Regions from separate parts of the Mus musculus genome. Here region 2 is linked to region 1. Evidence: chromatin contacts called from public Hi-C data. All regions are on one chromosome and are shown on one strand. The core of a region is the stretch at or near the end of the contact, and the rest is flanking DNA. Distances in the headings are between cores, read along the strand shown.

Evidence for each region. A called contact is a pair of places that touch in the nucleus more often than the background predicts.
Region 2: a Hi-C map of bone marrow-derived macrophages shows a contact between it and region 1, with 17 read pairs. The contact joins the enhancer-like site here to the promoter of Hottip in region 1. A contact is called at or near these places in 9 of 39 promoter capture datasets (the 3T3-L1 cell line, 3T3-L1-derived adipocytes, the C10 cell line and 6 more), 3 of 15 datasets of contacts at CTCF or cohesin (the NIH/3T3 cell line, large pre-B cells and pro-B cells), 61 of 484 Hi-C or Micro-C datasets (the 3T3-L1 cell line, the 63-12 cell line, the AML12 cell line and 41 more), 22 of 115 datasets of contacts at active chromatin or transcription factors (Th17 cells, acute myeloid leukemia, bone marrow-derived macrophages and 18 more) and 2 of 9 other capture datasets (adipose tissue and liver).

Annotation. Positions count from the first base shown.
Region 1 is chr6:52,258,727-52,265,747 of GRCm38.p6, forward strand. It overlaps Hottip (Hoxa distal transcript antisense RNA), which reads left to right and starts at 4,049. Exons shown (of 2, transcript NR_110442.1): 1 at 4,049-4,138; 2 at 6,643-7,021. It overlaps Hoxa13 (homeobox A13), which reads right to left and starts at 2,154. Exons shown (of 5, transcript NM_008264.1): 1 at 1,911-2,154; 2 at 1,826-1,909; 3 at 1,816-1,823; 4 at 1,138-1,814; 5 at 127-422. The coding sequence starts at 2,048. The coding sequence ends at 178.
Region 2 is chr6:52,603,869-52,610,889 of GRCm38.p6, forward strand. All of the region lies in intron 4 of Hibadh (3-hydroxyisobutyrate dehydrogenase), which reads right to left. Among named protein-coding and RNA genes, the nearest start is that of Gm33047, 28 kb to the left of the region's middle. Within about 2 kb of position 3,318, at least 13 of the 459 cell types and tissues checked have an H3K27ac peak or open chromatin away from gene starts, as enhancers often do. A contact at or near this core is called in the 63-12 cell line, Th2 cells, bone marrow-derived macrophages and 1 more, where this site is marked.

The sequences.
Region 1 (7,021 bases), core at 2,799-5,298:
CCTTAAGGTTTTGTTTTAATTGTAGATTCCATGGAAGAGAGAGTCCCCTTAGGAGAGCAAACGTCAGCGTCTCTCTATCCAATTCTTCAGTTAGTATGATGCATTATTATTATCTGGGCAAAGAAACAAATCCTTAAGCGTTTCTTCAAGCTGCCCTCTGCTCCACCTTTTAATCCATTAACTAGTGGTCTTGAGTTTATTGATGACTTTTTTCTCTTTGACCCTCCTGTTCTGGAACCAGATTGTGACCTGCCTCTCAGAGAGGTTTGTCGTGGCTGATATCCTCCTCCGTTTGTCCTTGGTAATGAATTTGTTCGTAGCGTATTCCCGTTCGAGTTCTTTCAACTGCACCTTAGTGTAAGGCACGCGCTTCTTTCTCCCCCTCCTATAGGAGCTGGCGTCTGAAGGATGGGAGACGACGTCTGTAAGATAAGGAAGAAGGCAAGTTACTCTGGGAGCCGACCTGAGCCAGAACACAGGCGACAGCTCAATGTGAACTGCCGGCCTTGCAATGCCTGATTGCTCTTTGCCACGAATGCTGTACAATCCAGCCTTCTGCCAAAGCCTGGAGCGTTAGTAGGGGGGTATGGTTAGTTGTGTACTGAAATGAAATCGCCCAGAGTTCCAGTGACCACCCCAATCCGGTCATTCTGCATGTACAGCGGTCCACACCTTAGCACTCAACAGGGTTCAACACTTCTTTCTGTAGAGCTCGGCTCCTCTCAGCTTGCCCCAAGTCCCAACATTCTATGCTTCTCCAACGAAGCCTTTTTTTTCAGAGAACCATCAGGGACAATTTGGTGAGCTCAAAATCGAGTCTATTTCCCATCTTGGAGTCAATGTCAAGGGCTTGGGAGGGTGGGGCACCCAGAGAGAAAGGGGCTGCCGGAGTTGGAACCCACAAGCTTCCTCCCAGCTACCCTTTACCAAAGGAGGGCCCGGGGACCGGCTCGACTTAGGGCAGGGCGGACGGACAGCGCCAGCCAGCCGGGGCCAGGCTCCCAGGGGTGCAGAATTGCTAAGGCAAGCCAGGCCAGGGAGAATGCGGGGGGGGGGGGGGGTTAGTGACCCTGGGGCACGAGCCGAGGAGAAGCTGAAAAGCTGGAAGACCCGGGCTGGAAAGGGGGCGCCATTTACCGGGCAGAGTGGACTTCCAGAGGTGGGGAGGCTGCGTCTGCTCTTTGGGGCAGTACATTTGGCCGTTCCAGCCGTTGGGCAGAGCCCAGGGCTGATAGCTTTCCATGGGAAGCCCCAGAGGCTCGTGGCGCGACTCGCCAGGACCCCCGAGCCCCGGAACTACTGGCATATCCAGGTAGCCGGGCACGGGCTGGTGATGGTGGTAAGGCCCGGCTGCGTAGCCCTGATGGTAGAAAGCAAACTCCTTGGCGCGGGAGCTGAACTCCTCGGCCGCGGGGCCGGCGGTGTCCATGTACTTGTCGGCGAAGGCGGCGGCGGCCGAAGCAGGCTGCGCGCACGACTTGATGGCGTTGGGGTGCGGGCCCATGCGGGCGCACGGGTAGTAGCCGCTGCCGAAGTAGCCGTAGGGCAGCGCCGCGGGCCCCGACGAGCTCTGTGCCGCCGCCGAGCAGGGACTGCACTGCTTGGCGGCCTCGGCACCCGCGGGCCCCGCCGGCCCGGGCCCTCCCGACGACGACGCGGCAGCCGCGGCGGCGGCGGCAGCAGCGGCGGCGGCGGCGGCGGCGGCGGCGGACGGGGGCGCCTCCCCCGGGGCGCTGCTGTACGCGGCCGCGGCGCCGGGCGCCAGGGGTGCGGGATGCGCCATCAGGTTGCGGCACTGGTTGGCCGCGGCGGCGGGCGGCGGCGCCGCTGCGGCCACCGAGAAGTTGCCCCCCGCGGCCGCGGCAGCCGGGTGGGGGAAGCCCCCGCCCCCAGCTCCCGCCGCCGCCGCCGGCCGCCGCCCGTGCCGCCGCCGCCGCCCCTTCCATGTTCTTGTTGAGCTCGTCGGCCACCAGGCCGCCGCCGTTGTCGTAGAGAAACATGACGGTGGGCTCGATCCAGCGGGGGTGGAGGAGCACGGAGGCTGTCATAGCCCGAGCCGCATGGAGAAGACCCCAGTGGCGCTGTTTTAAAAAGCCCCCAAGAAGTGAAGAGCGCGGCGCGCGGGGCCGGGGCCCGAGCGAGGGGGGCGGGTCGCGCCCTGCGGGGTCGCGCCAGGCGGCCGCCCATTGGCCCGCCCCCGGCCCGCCCCCGGCGTATGCAAAGCGGGAGGCTCCGGCTCGGCTCCGCGCTGGGCCCGCCGTCCCCGCCGCCGCCCGCGCGGTCCTCTGCGCCAGCTCTAGCTCCCGCCGCGCGGCCGCGCAGCAGTCACCCACGGAGGAGGCGGGGGTGGGTGGGGGGGAGAAACTAGGGCGGGTGGGGCTGGGAACACAGGGACCCCGATCCCTTCCCGGGTTTCGCGCGGAGGTTGGGAGGGGCAGTGAGCGGCTGCGGTTGGGGTGCGACCTGAGGTCGTGGGGACAAGTCAGGTAAATTCTCCAGTGGCCAGGAATGAGGGTTTGCCTTGGCCTTGGACTGGCCCAGGATGTCCTGGCATGTTTTAGGGACCTCTGGGGCTGTTTTCTTTCCAGGGATGGATACATCTTTCTGCAGCTAGACCCTCCCAAGGATGTGGGAGCTTTCGCCTGGCCGAGATTGCACTCCCCACCCCCCCCTGGGGAACAAGGGCGTTTGTTTCCTGTTGGTTCCAGGAGAAGTCTGGAGCAAGGGTCCCAGGACATTTCTCTGGGAAGTTTGGGCTGCATTTGGGAGCTCCCTTCCCTGTTCTCAGGCTCTAGAGGACAATTTCAATTAGGCCTAAGGACTCAGAAGATCAGAACAACTAATTGTATCTCCTACACTCATCACACACGCGAGCGCAAATATTCGCGCGCGCGCACACACACACACACACACACACACACACACACACACACACACAGAGAGAGAGAGAGAGAGAGAGAGAGAGAGAGAGAGAGAGAGAGAGAGAGAGAGAGAGATGCATACTGCCACATTGTCCAACTTGTATATACAGCTCGCTATTCATTCCGATGCAGCAGCTATTCTCTCTGGTCCGCAGAGGATTTCAGATGAAGAAAGCACCATTCACTCACACTCCTGTCTCAGGAGTCCGGCTGCCTTTTCCTGAAGGGGTTTAAGAGGAACAGGCCCCAGCTGGGCTGCTGGCTGGAACTCCAGCCACGGTTCTGGGACTTCCTACAAGTCACTCCATAGATCCTGAGTTGGACACTTCAGACACCTGGCAATCCACTGTTGCATTCCGTTTTGGGGAAAGAGAAAAAGGCTCTTTGGGATCCTTTCATGGTTTTTCTCCTAATAGGGGCTCAGCCTGTAGTGGGTTCAAGGTGCCGGGGTTCAGCTGATGAGTTCCTCTGTACCTTGAGCTTGGTGGGGTGTTTGTATTGGGAGAGCAACGTTTGGATGCAGTGTTTTGATAAAGGATTCTGGGGACCCTGCCTCCTTAGGACTACATGCATTTCTGGTTGTGCAAGTGTGAACTGGTCAGACATCCAGAGGGGAACAAATGGTCAAAGTGAAAGTGGTGCGTTCTGGAAAATATAGACTGGGAAGAGTTCTGTACTATCTTTGCTCAAATGCTCTGGTAGGCAGCCAGGCTTGGACCTGTTCTCTAGTCCTAGCTTGTAGACTTAGCCCTAAGCTAGAGCATCAGACATACCACCCAATTCATCTGCTGCTCTGTAAGCCCCCTGGGCTTCTGGTAAGATTGGGACCAGTAAGGCGAGGCTCAGGCTTTTATCTGCCCGGATCCTGGGTTTGTTCTGACTAATGTTAAGTGTCGCCCAATAAAACCTTCCCTGATCCCCACACCCAATTCTCCCCCACACCCAGGGAGTCCTTTCTCTCCTGACTTTAGCGGTCCTGGGTAAATATTGATTTGCCCCGAGTTTACCTTCTTACTGCCTGACCATTTGCAGACTAAAGAACCAACCTCTGTGAAGACTTGATTTCTGTGTTACTTTGGAGCCCTTTTCATCCGTCCCCCCACTCCTTCCTCCCTCTAAGTGGCATTGTAAAACTCAACAGTGACAAAGAGACGAAGTACGGTTCCAGGCTCCAATTCTCGGAGACTCTCGGAGACTCGAGGGCAGTTTACATACAGGTCAGACACGCTGGAGGCCAAGGTCAAGTTGAAAGTTGCTGTCTAGTCAGCGTGAGAAACTACAATGAAAGCCCAGAGACAGAGCCGACTGCCCACCTCCCCTCGCTCTCAATTCCCCCATCCTTTGCTATCTGGCTTCTGGCTCTGTTTGGTTTCTCAGCATCTTTTTTTTTTCCCTCTCTCTTTGTAGAGTTTTGGGGGCGGTGTTTACAGGCTGGACTGGTTCTTTTCTGTCGGCCGCCCTGCTCTTAGCTGGGTTTCTGAACCTCCGAAGTTTTCCAGCTAGGTTCGGAAAAAACGAAAACACAGCTCAGGAAGGCTCCACCAGCCGATGCCTATGCCAGTTCACCTCTGGCAGTGGCTGTACTGCTGGTCCACACAGCAGCCAAGACCAGCTCCACGTTCTTTCCTCCCCCTCAGTTCACTGGAGCCGGGAGCCCTGCACTCAGGGGAAGGGCCTCAGCTCTACAGACTGCCAAAGTCGGCTGGGTCCCTCCGGCTCCAAAAATGGTGAGAAAGGAACTCATCTTTTTCCACAGAGGAATCAGAAGCAGGTTTGTCTGGGAAGAACGAAGCAGCGGGGAGGCTTTGGGCTGCATCTTTGAATTCAGTGGGCTTTGCTTCCTACACGTGGTATCCCTGTCGTGGAAGGACTTGGAATGTGAATTACTGAAGTTTATATTTTCTTATCAATTTAAAAGAGAGAGAGAGAAAACCCAAGACAGAATTATTTAGAGAAAGTAGCATCCTTGTTCTCCCCCTGTCTTAAATCTCATACATTGATGTGGATTTTCTACTAGGCTTGTATCAAGGGCATAGGAGCATATCTAGCTCCTTCTCCCTTTCCTGGGTTGCTTCTTCACTGTTTTAAAGTATCTGCATGTCCTGCTAGTAATTGAGCTGTAGGCATCATTGGAAATTGTTTCTCATATTAGAATGAACTCTGGGAATAATTTGGGGTAAGACTTTCTAGAAATTCTACTCACTGTAAAACAGCAATTCCTCAGACTTTCAGAGGGAGAGAAGAGATTCATTAATGGTTTCTTATACAATGCTCCAGACTATACCAGACCAGCTTGGTGTGGGAAAAGAACGGCTGGAGGATGAAGCCTGACTCTTAAAGAGCCAGCAGTCTCATCCAGTGTTCTTCCTCATTTACCAAAGGCACAGGGAAAATTTGTGTGTCTGTCCAGCTGGCAGGGCCTGACTTTCTGAGCTCTTTTTGTCTTCAGGCTTGGGGTTCTTCTTGCAGAAACACCAACAACTTAACATGGTTCTCCATGGCTTAGGGAAGAGAAGTCAGAGCATTCACGGTCACCTTCAGACAATAGTGGCCATAGGAGCTCTGGAGCCAAGAGCCAGGCTGGGGTGGAAGCTAGAGAAGTCTCCACTGATGCCCCAGTTTTGTCTGATGCATGCAGATTTCTCAGCGAAGGCCTTCAAGGGCAGCATGGCTACAGCCCAGCCTTTGTTCAAGGGGTCTCCATAGGTTTTCCTAAGCTCTTGGTTTTACTAGTCAAACCTGGGTCCATTGGCGCTGACAGCCCTCTTGCATCTGGCCTGATTTGGCTGCATTTTTTTTTTTTTTTTTCTTGATAGAGGACTCCTGACCAACCAGGATTACAGGACCCTGGGCTCCTAGACCCTAGGCTCCTAGGGTTGGAGAAGAAAAGGACAAAGGGAACCAAACAGGAGGTCTGATCAGATTTGATTTTCATTTGCAAATTAAATTTACCTGCCCTCACTTTAACTCGGAAGAGGCTGTCAGCACCATTCTCTGGAACTACTTCTTTGCATTGATCTGGTATTAGGATAAACAGTCCATGGCTGGTTTTAAAGACACTTTGTATTTCGGGATATTCATGTGTTTCTAATGTATCCAAGCAGCTTTATGGGCTGGATTTGCAGGACACCTTACCCTCTGATTCCACCCCAGGCAGGCTGGGGGTGGGGGGCAAAGAGATAATGGCAAAGCAAGAAAGATTTAGAAAGGGGAAGGCAATTGAGCAGACGAGGGGAGAGAGAAATTCTCAAAGAAGTTAACTCCTCAGAATCCTTACCAGTAAACCATTTAGGAATGGAATAAGTGTGAAGTTGAGTTTCTGAGGGACCTCAATCCTGTATGCACCAGGGTGAAAGCAGCGCCCCCTTTTTGGTGTGTGTGTGTGTGTGTGTGTGTGTGTGTGTGTGTGTGTGTGTGTGTATGAGGGGGGTATCCGGGATTCTGGGCTGGCCAGAGCACAGGAGAATGTCATATGACCCATTTGAGGTTCTTGTTCTATAGAGAAGCAATAATGAAGTAAAGGAAACATTTCGTGTTGTGGGGATAATTTTGGAACATGAGTAGTCAGTCGCTCTGTACTATGGTGACCCACATTGATGTGGAGTTGGGAGGTCAAGAAAGAAAGTCACAGACCTTGCCTCTAAGATCACCCCAAGACGGACTTTGAGGAGGGCAAATTATTGGATAAGTGACTCATTCACTGCCTGCTGGATTGGACCAGGTACAACGGGACCAGCCTGGAGCCAGCCATCGGGAAGAGATAGTAAAGAGAACTCCAACTGCATCACCCTCTATTTCTTACCGAGTCTCAAAGAAGGGAGAAGGCACCTCCGCCCGCACCCCTCCCCCGTTTTAGAAGCACTAGCAGCAGGTTTCAGGCTCTGGGGAGCAGCACCCCCTACCCCGCTGCCTGAGATCCCTTCAACCGAGTGATTTAGATGGTGCCGAGAGCTCTCTCCGTGTTCTAATGGCGTCATTGCGCTGTCCTTCACCACATCTGGAAACTGAGACTTCACCTAAAGGACCCTAATATGAGTTGGATGCAGAGGGACCGAATTCCTGTAAATAGAGGCTCAACCTGAAGGAATACGCTTCTTTCC
Region 2 (7,021 bases), core at 2,068-4,567, 340 kb after region 1:
AGGACCCCTGCCTTACTGATGTGCCTCCCACCACAGCAATGTAAGAACACCATTGGTCCCTCCACCATTGGCAGGCGCTGGCCAGGAGCAACTGCTGCAGCGAGTGGGTGTTTAACTGAAAATTACAACACAATTCAAATATAGCCTTCAGATTTAGAGAGGAAGGAATCCCGAAATGAAAGAATACGTGTACGGAATGGAAGAAGAGTACTAGTAACAGTGACGGCCGTAGCAATGGAGAGTGATAGCAATAATGGAGACTCTGAGCAACCACTCTGCTGTCAATATCTCCTCCCATTCTTGTCTCAAGATGCAAACTATCTGAGCTTCTGAATTGTGCTATCGTGTGTACAGTCAGTAGTCCTGTTTCATTGCATTAAGAACTTAAAACTCGCCGTGCAGTGGTGCCACACGCCTTTAATCCCAGCACTTAGGAGACAGAGGCAGGTGGATTTCTGAGCTTGAGGCCAAGCCTGGTCTATAGAGTGAGTTCCAGGGCAGCCAGGGCTACACAGAGACACCCTGTCTTGAAAACAAACAAAGAACTTAAAACTCAGAGGGGACTACACCAGCTATTGCAATACACTCACAGTATGCCAAAAAATATGAAAATATTTTTATGGGCACCACTTCAGAGCTCATTTCAAATAAACCCTGGAAATGTATTTACAAATATTTCTGAACTACCTGTGCAAATTGTAGAAAACCTCGAGGCACAAAAAGGATACTTAATGGATACAGGGTTATAATAAAAATTTCAGAGAATGAAATGACATAATTAACTCAAGTTTGTGTACTCTGTTAAATGAATCTTAAGAAATTTCTAAGGAAATGAAGTTGGTTACCAAAGTTTACGTATATTTTAACTATCTGAGCTACTAAAACTTTAAGTATCTAAACATGACCAAGAACAGTACTATGATTTTATTTAATATTTTTGAAAAGAGTAACTCAAGGCTCTCATTCTAAAGTCAAATGCTACAACATATTTTTACATTTAGTTAGTAAAGATGAGAGTTTCCAATTAGAGAGTAACTTTAAAGAAACTGCAACAGCAGTATAACTCTTGGAGGAAGGAAGCCTAGTCAGGTGTGGTATGTCATACCTATAACTCCGTCTCTCAGGCTGAAGCAGGATGCAGTAAATTCAAGGCCAGCCTGATGAGAGTAAAACACTGTCTTAGAGAAGAGTAAAAACAAGAGACCTATGTAAATTTAACAAACTTATTTCCGAATAAAACATAGCTTTATTTAATGAATGATAATTGATATACCAAAATGCACACTTATTGAACATATAAACTGTGACCAGTGTGGAAATAAGCATACACCCATAAGCCTACCACTGTTATCATGGTAAGGACCCTTATCTCCAAAGCTGCCTCATCTTTGGGCCTTATTGCTGCTGTTTTGCAGTAGCAACACCAAATGAAAGACCTGCCTTTCAATCTTTTTGTTTATTGGGGGTTTTTTGTTGTTGTTGTTGTGTTTTTTTTTTTTTTTTCGAGACTGTGCTTCTCTGTACAGCCCTTACTACCCTGGAACTCACTGTGTAGACCAGGCTAGCCTCTAAATTAGAGATCCACCTTCCTCTACCTCTGCCTCCTGAGTGCTAAGATTAAAGGCGCATACTGCGATCACTACTGGCTTCTTTTGTCTTGTTATGTTTTGTTTGTTTGTTTTTATTTGAGATGGGGTCTCAAATGTAGCTTGGGCTGACCTGGAAGTCACATCCTCCTATCTCTGCCTCCAGAATGTTAGAATTACAGGCCTAAGCCAATAAATCTTGCTCTTTAATATTCCTTTTTCTTTTATTTATTTCTGTATGTACACTCATGTGTGGGGAAAGATACCAAGGCTCAGAGGCCAGGGGAGAGTGTTGGGTGTACTCCTCCATCTCTCCTACCCTGTTTCCTTGAGACAGGGTCTCTTACTGAACCTGGAACTCACATTTTTTTTTCCAGCCAGCAGGCCCCAATGATCATGTCTCCCCCTCAGCCCACAGGTCTGTGCAGGACTATAGCCAGCTTGTATGTCAGCACTAAGATCTGAACTATAGTTGTCATGCTTACATCGCACACTCTCTGGTCCCCACCTTAACAAATAACTACAAGCACTGTAGTGTAACGGCAGATTTCTAGAACTCATTTATCTTGCATAATGAAACTTCTTACTGAGTAGTAGCTCAAGGAGTGAGAGGCCTCAATGGCAAGTCTCACAACCTGAGCTTCATGCCCTGGACCCACAGAGTGGAAGGAGAGAAACAACTCTACCAAGCTGCTCTGGGCTCCCAATACAGGTTGTGGCACTAGGGACATGCCCAAACATGCCTCACACAAAATGAATAAACAGATGTAAAACATTTCTTAAAGAAAATACTACCACCACACACAGCATGCCCTGTAACTAAATCATATGTGAGGGCATCAGGGAAAGAACTGCTACGATCAATCGTCCCTCTCCCTCAGCACAGCAGACACATTCAGGTCTATGAAATTTGATAAAAGAATTTGCTTTGAAACAGAAATAGCACCGTTTCAGCCTAAAGCCAAGAAAGACTGCCAGGTTGTAAACTTTTCTAAGAAAACGCTGTGACCGAAATGCCATCAGACGCTTAACTATAATAGCGCTAGGTGCCAAAACAGAAATGATTTTTGGTTTTGTGGTCCCTTTACTATAAATTAGATACAGATCTAGTGGAAAAACAGTAGTATCCAGTTCAGTAAGAGTAAAGGCCACGACTGCACACTAGGTTTTTAAGTAAGAATGGAGACTACATGAAACTTTCATTGAGATACAGCCTGCAAGTCTGGTACTTTAAGGGCAACTCTTTAATGGGTTTTTGTGCTTACTACTTCACAGTCTAAGAACATCTCAATTACTAAAACAGAACCCAGGCAAGTAGAATATAAAATCAGGTTTCCTGGTAGGGAACTGTTACACAAACACACAAGTGCAGTTATTTAATTTTGACATTAACTCCTAAATGAAACAATAGAGTTAAGTGTGTCATTCAGGCTTGGCAGCACGGGAAGCCTGGAGCGAACTGCAAGTGCCACTTCAAAGCTGCTTCATCTCAAGTTCTCTCTGCAAACCTACAGACACCCATCCCTAGGCAATCACTTAAGCACAGTTAAGTACCATGATGATGCTGCTCTAGCAGCTTGTGAACCTGGTCATTAGACATAAAGAATGACTTTAAATTTGCTTCATATCTGGCATATGAACGCCAAAAATGAGTTCCTGTTAAACAGGAACCAAGACTGTGACCACAAATCCATTCACCCCACACAAAGACACCCGTGAACCCACAGTGGTGTGACGCAGTGACATTGATATCACATGATGACTCCAAGTCTCATAAAGGAAGGCATGATTTGCACAGAATAAAGAGATTACAGTAGCGTGCTTGAGATAGGTAATCACGGTTTAATTAATTAATAGCAGGCCTGGTTAGCTTTACTTTAATAACCACAAAGTGTTAAATAAAGGCCGGTGTAAGAAATGGTAATCAAGTAAGTTACTATTAACCCATCAACCAAGTACCCTAATGCTAGAATGATAAAGGCTCCACAATCATCCCAGCTTGTTCACACATAGGAACCTGTAGAGAGCAGTCCCCTCCCCTCAAACACAATACTCTCCTGGGTCTCTACACTCACTCCTCTGATTAAATGTTACTTCCTGAGAAAGACCATCCTTCACTCTACAGAAAAGGGCCTCCCATTAGTCTCCATCTCCCTAGTTAGTACTTTTATTTAAAGGCACTAATTATTGAGATTCCCTTTATTTGCTTACTCCTATCCCCATAAACATAGGCTCCAAGAAGAAAAGCCGAAGCCCTAGTATCCAAAGCATATTGAAATGTAACAAGAACTTACTAAACAGTTACTGTATGAAAAGGAAAGTGGGTTATGTCCCTTGTGGTCAAAGTATTACCAACATAATACAGAGCAAGAATATGCAAGCATAAAGCAATATACAATCATATAAAATTATATAAACACAGTACTTTGAATTGTAAGCTATTTTGTTGAAGGAAATGTAACCTTTCCTTTTTGTGTGCATGCAGATAAGAAGTGTAAATTTCATGAGTTATTGCGTGTGTGGAGTGGGCCAGAGTTGACATTAGAGGTCTTAGACCTTCACTCACTCTCCACTTTCTTTTCAGTGTGTGTGTGTGTGTGTGTGTGTGTGTGTGTGTCTGTGTGTGTGTCTGTGCGTGTATGAGTGCTTGTATTCAACAGCATGCCTACAAAAGCCAGGAGGACAGCATCACCTTGTCTGAGACAGGGCCCGGGGCTGGCCAGCCCATGAGTTTCCAGGGATTCTCCAGTCTCCACATCCCATCTTGCTTTAGGTGTTCTGGGATTATACACATGTGCTACTGCACCTAAACTCTATGTGGGTTCTGGAAATTCAAATTCTGACCTTTGTGCCTTTGTAGCAAATGTTTTACCTCCTGAGCCGGCTTTCCAGCCCCTGGTACTGAGATTTGTCCTTCCTTAAGACAATTTACTAACAGGGATAACAGTGGTAAGAGAATGGTGTGAACAGACCAACTTTCGTTCTTTGTTTAAAAAATACTTCTTGGGGGCTGAGGCGATGGTTCAATGGTTAAAAGTACTGACTGTTCTTTCAAAGGACCCAGGTTCAAATCAACATGACAGCTCGTAACTGTCTGTAATTCCAGTGCCAGGGGATCTGACACCGTCACACAGACATCCATGGAGGCAGAACACCAAGGTAAATAAAATGTTTTTTAAAAAATCTAAAAATACTTGCTAAAGAACTGTTAAATTTAAACCTAAATTCCAGTATTTCACATGGGATATTACAGAAATCATCTGAGGATTTCAGAACTTATCTTTAACATACATTTTCCATTTCCAAACTCAACACTCTTTCAGGTAACATAGAATCAGCTGTGTAAGTTAAATGCAGTGTTGGTTTCTCTATAAATATGCATACCAGCATATGAAGGAAAAATCAGAACAGGAACAGCCAACAGCTCAGGGAGACGTGCCTCTTCATGGCAACTGGCTAGTGTGGAAAGTGCTGCAGAGGAGATCCTGTTCTGCACAGCTCCTGGGAATGCTGCTACATTAGCGTACACTTTGCAACTATACAAATTATTACATGTTTTCCTACATTCTAAACTTCATGAAAGTATTCCTCTTTACACTATTCTGAATACTACAGTTTAAGAATGAGGAATGACTGCAGGAAAACCCAAAATGTTCAACATTAATCTTTAAATATTTTTATTTTACTTACTTATTGTAATCCCAGGCCTTGTGAACGTTAGGCAAGAGGCCCACCACCATCTTGAAAAGGGATAGGATGTGGGCTCAATGGTAGAGAAAGTCATATGTTTGATTCCCAGCATCATATATATATGAATCAGCAGGTAGCTTGGTAAAGCATGAAGAAAAGAAAGAAAGAACTGATTGATTCTTCATTAAGTTTTTATTAAATGTCCACTAAGAATATATACTGGAAAGCCGGGCGTGATGGTGCACGCCTTTAGTCCCAGCACTCGGGAGGCAGAGGCAGGCAGATTTCTGAGTTCGAGGCCAGTCTGGTCTACTGAGTGTGTTCAAGGACAGCCAGGGGTACACAAAGAAACCCTGTCTCGAAAATAAATAAATAAATAAATAAATAAATAAAAGAATATATACTGGAGATATAAATTTTTTTTATTTTTCTAAATAAGGCCTACACACGTCCAAGTCTAAGAGAAGAAACAAGCACATAAATGTAATACAGTAGTCCTAGTAATGGAATAGATGCTATGCTATGCACAAAAGAAAGAAGTGGACATAGCTCAACTGCTGCAAAATAAACAATCTTTTCTGTCCTTCAGCTTTCAGGCCCAATCCTGTCCAACCCCCAAGGGTTTATGTCTGGGAATGGGTCACGTCCCGGTCATATCAAGCACTTACTTCTTCCTCTGCAGGCTTGAGTAAGCACCAGGAGCTAGCTAGTAATCTCAAACAGGAAAAGCTCCCCAAACCGGTTCCAACCCACTCATTCTGTTGCAACTTTAATTTTTTCAAAACCTATTTTTAATGATGGCTCTTAAACACTTTAAGCTCCCTTCTAGCCCACCACCCAGCAGAGGTAGTGGGAAAGAAAGGATATGTGTTGTCTGGAAAGCAGCAGTTCAGTTCACAGGTTAGCAGAGGCAGCTTGATCCACTCACAAACTCTTCACAGATAGGGTCGAGCTAGCCAACATGAATCAGCAGCAGTGCCACTACCTAGCAGAGACAGCCAAGCCTCAGCCTCAGCTCGGGTGAGCAGGAGGGACCAGGAGGAATGCCAAGAGTTCTCTCAGGGAAGCGAAGACTCAGCAAAGACACCAGACCCACAAGTGTTGCACTGCTAGCTCTATACAAGCCAAACTCAGCCTCCATCAATGACTGTGAAGTCCTACATTTATACCCTTCAAACATCACATGTCTTGCCTCAGTACATGTGTCTGTCTCAACTGACATCCATCTGCCAATCCGCCCAAGTCCACGGAAGTGGCAATGAACTACAGCACACTACCAGAAGTTTTTTGGTGTGTTTCTCTCTATGGAATCTCAACAAATGCTCAACTACACAGTGTAAGGCGGACCAATACATGCGTGTTGTTAGCAAAGGCCCCCTTCATCATGTGTCCTTTCATGTGTTTGCTTTAGCAGCATCTCCTTTTACCTGTGTCTGCTTCAGCGAAATGTTCCTTCACAAGTCTGCCTTAGTCCTCCACCTGTGTCCATTTCAGGAAAATGCTCCTTCACATGTTTGCCCCAGCAAAACACCTTCCAACACAACTGACTTTCCAAAGAACTCTTAAGTTTCCACTTCATGCTCTCTGAGAACACAGGTCACTCTCCAACTAATTAGTAGGATGGGTCAGAACTTTCAGTTCTTCAAATTACACAATAATGTTTTCTCAACCAATTTCTCCTAAGTGACTGCAGAAGAAATGGAAAGCCCGGCTCAGGTTAGAAGCTGGCCTCTAGGGGTTAGAAG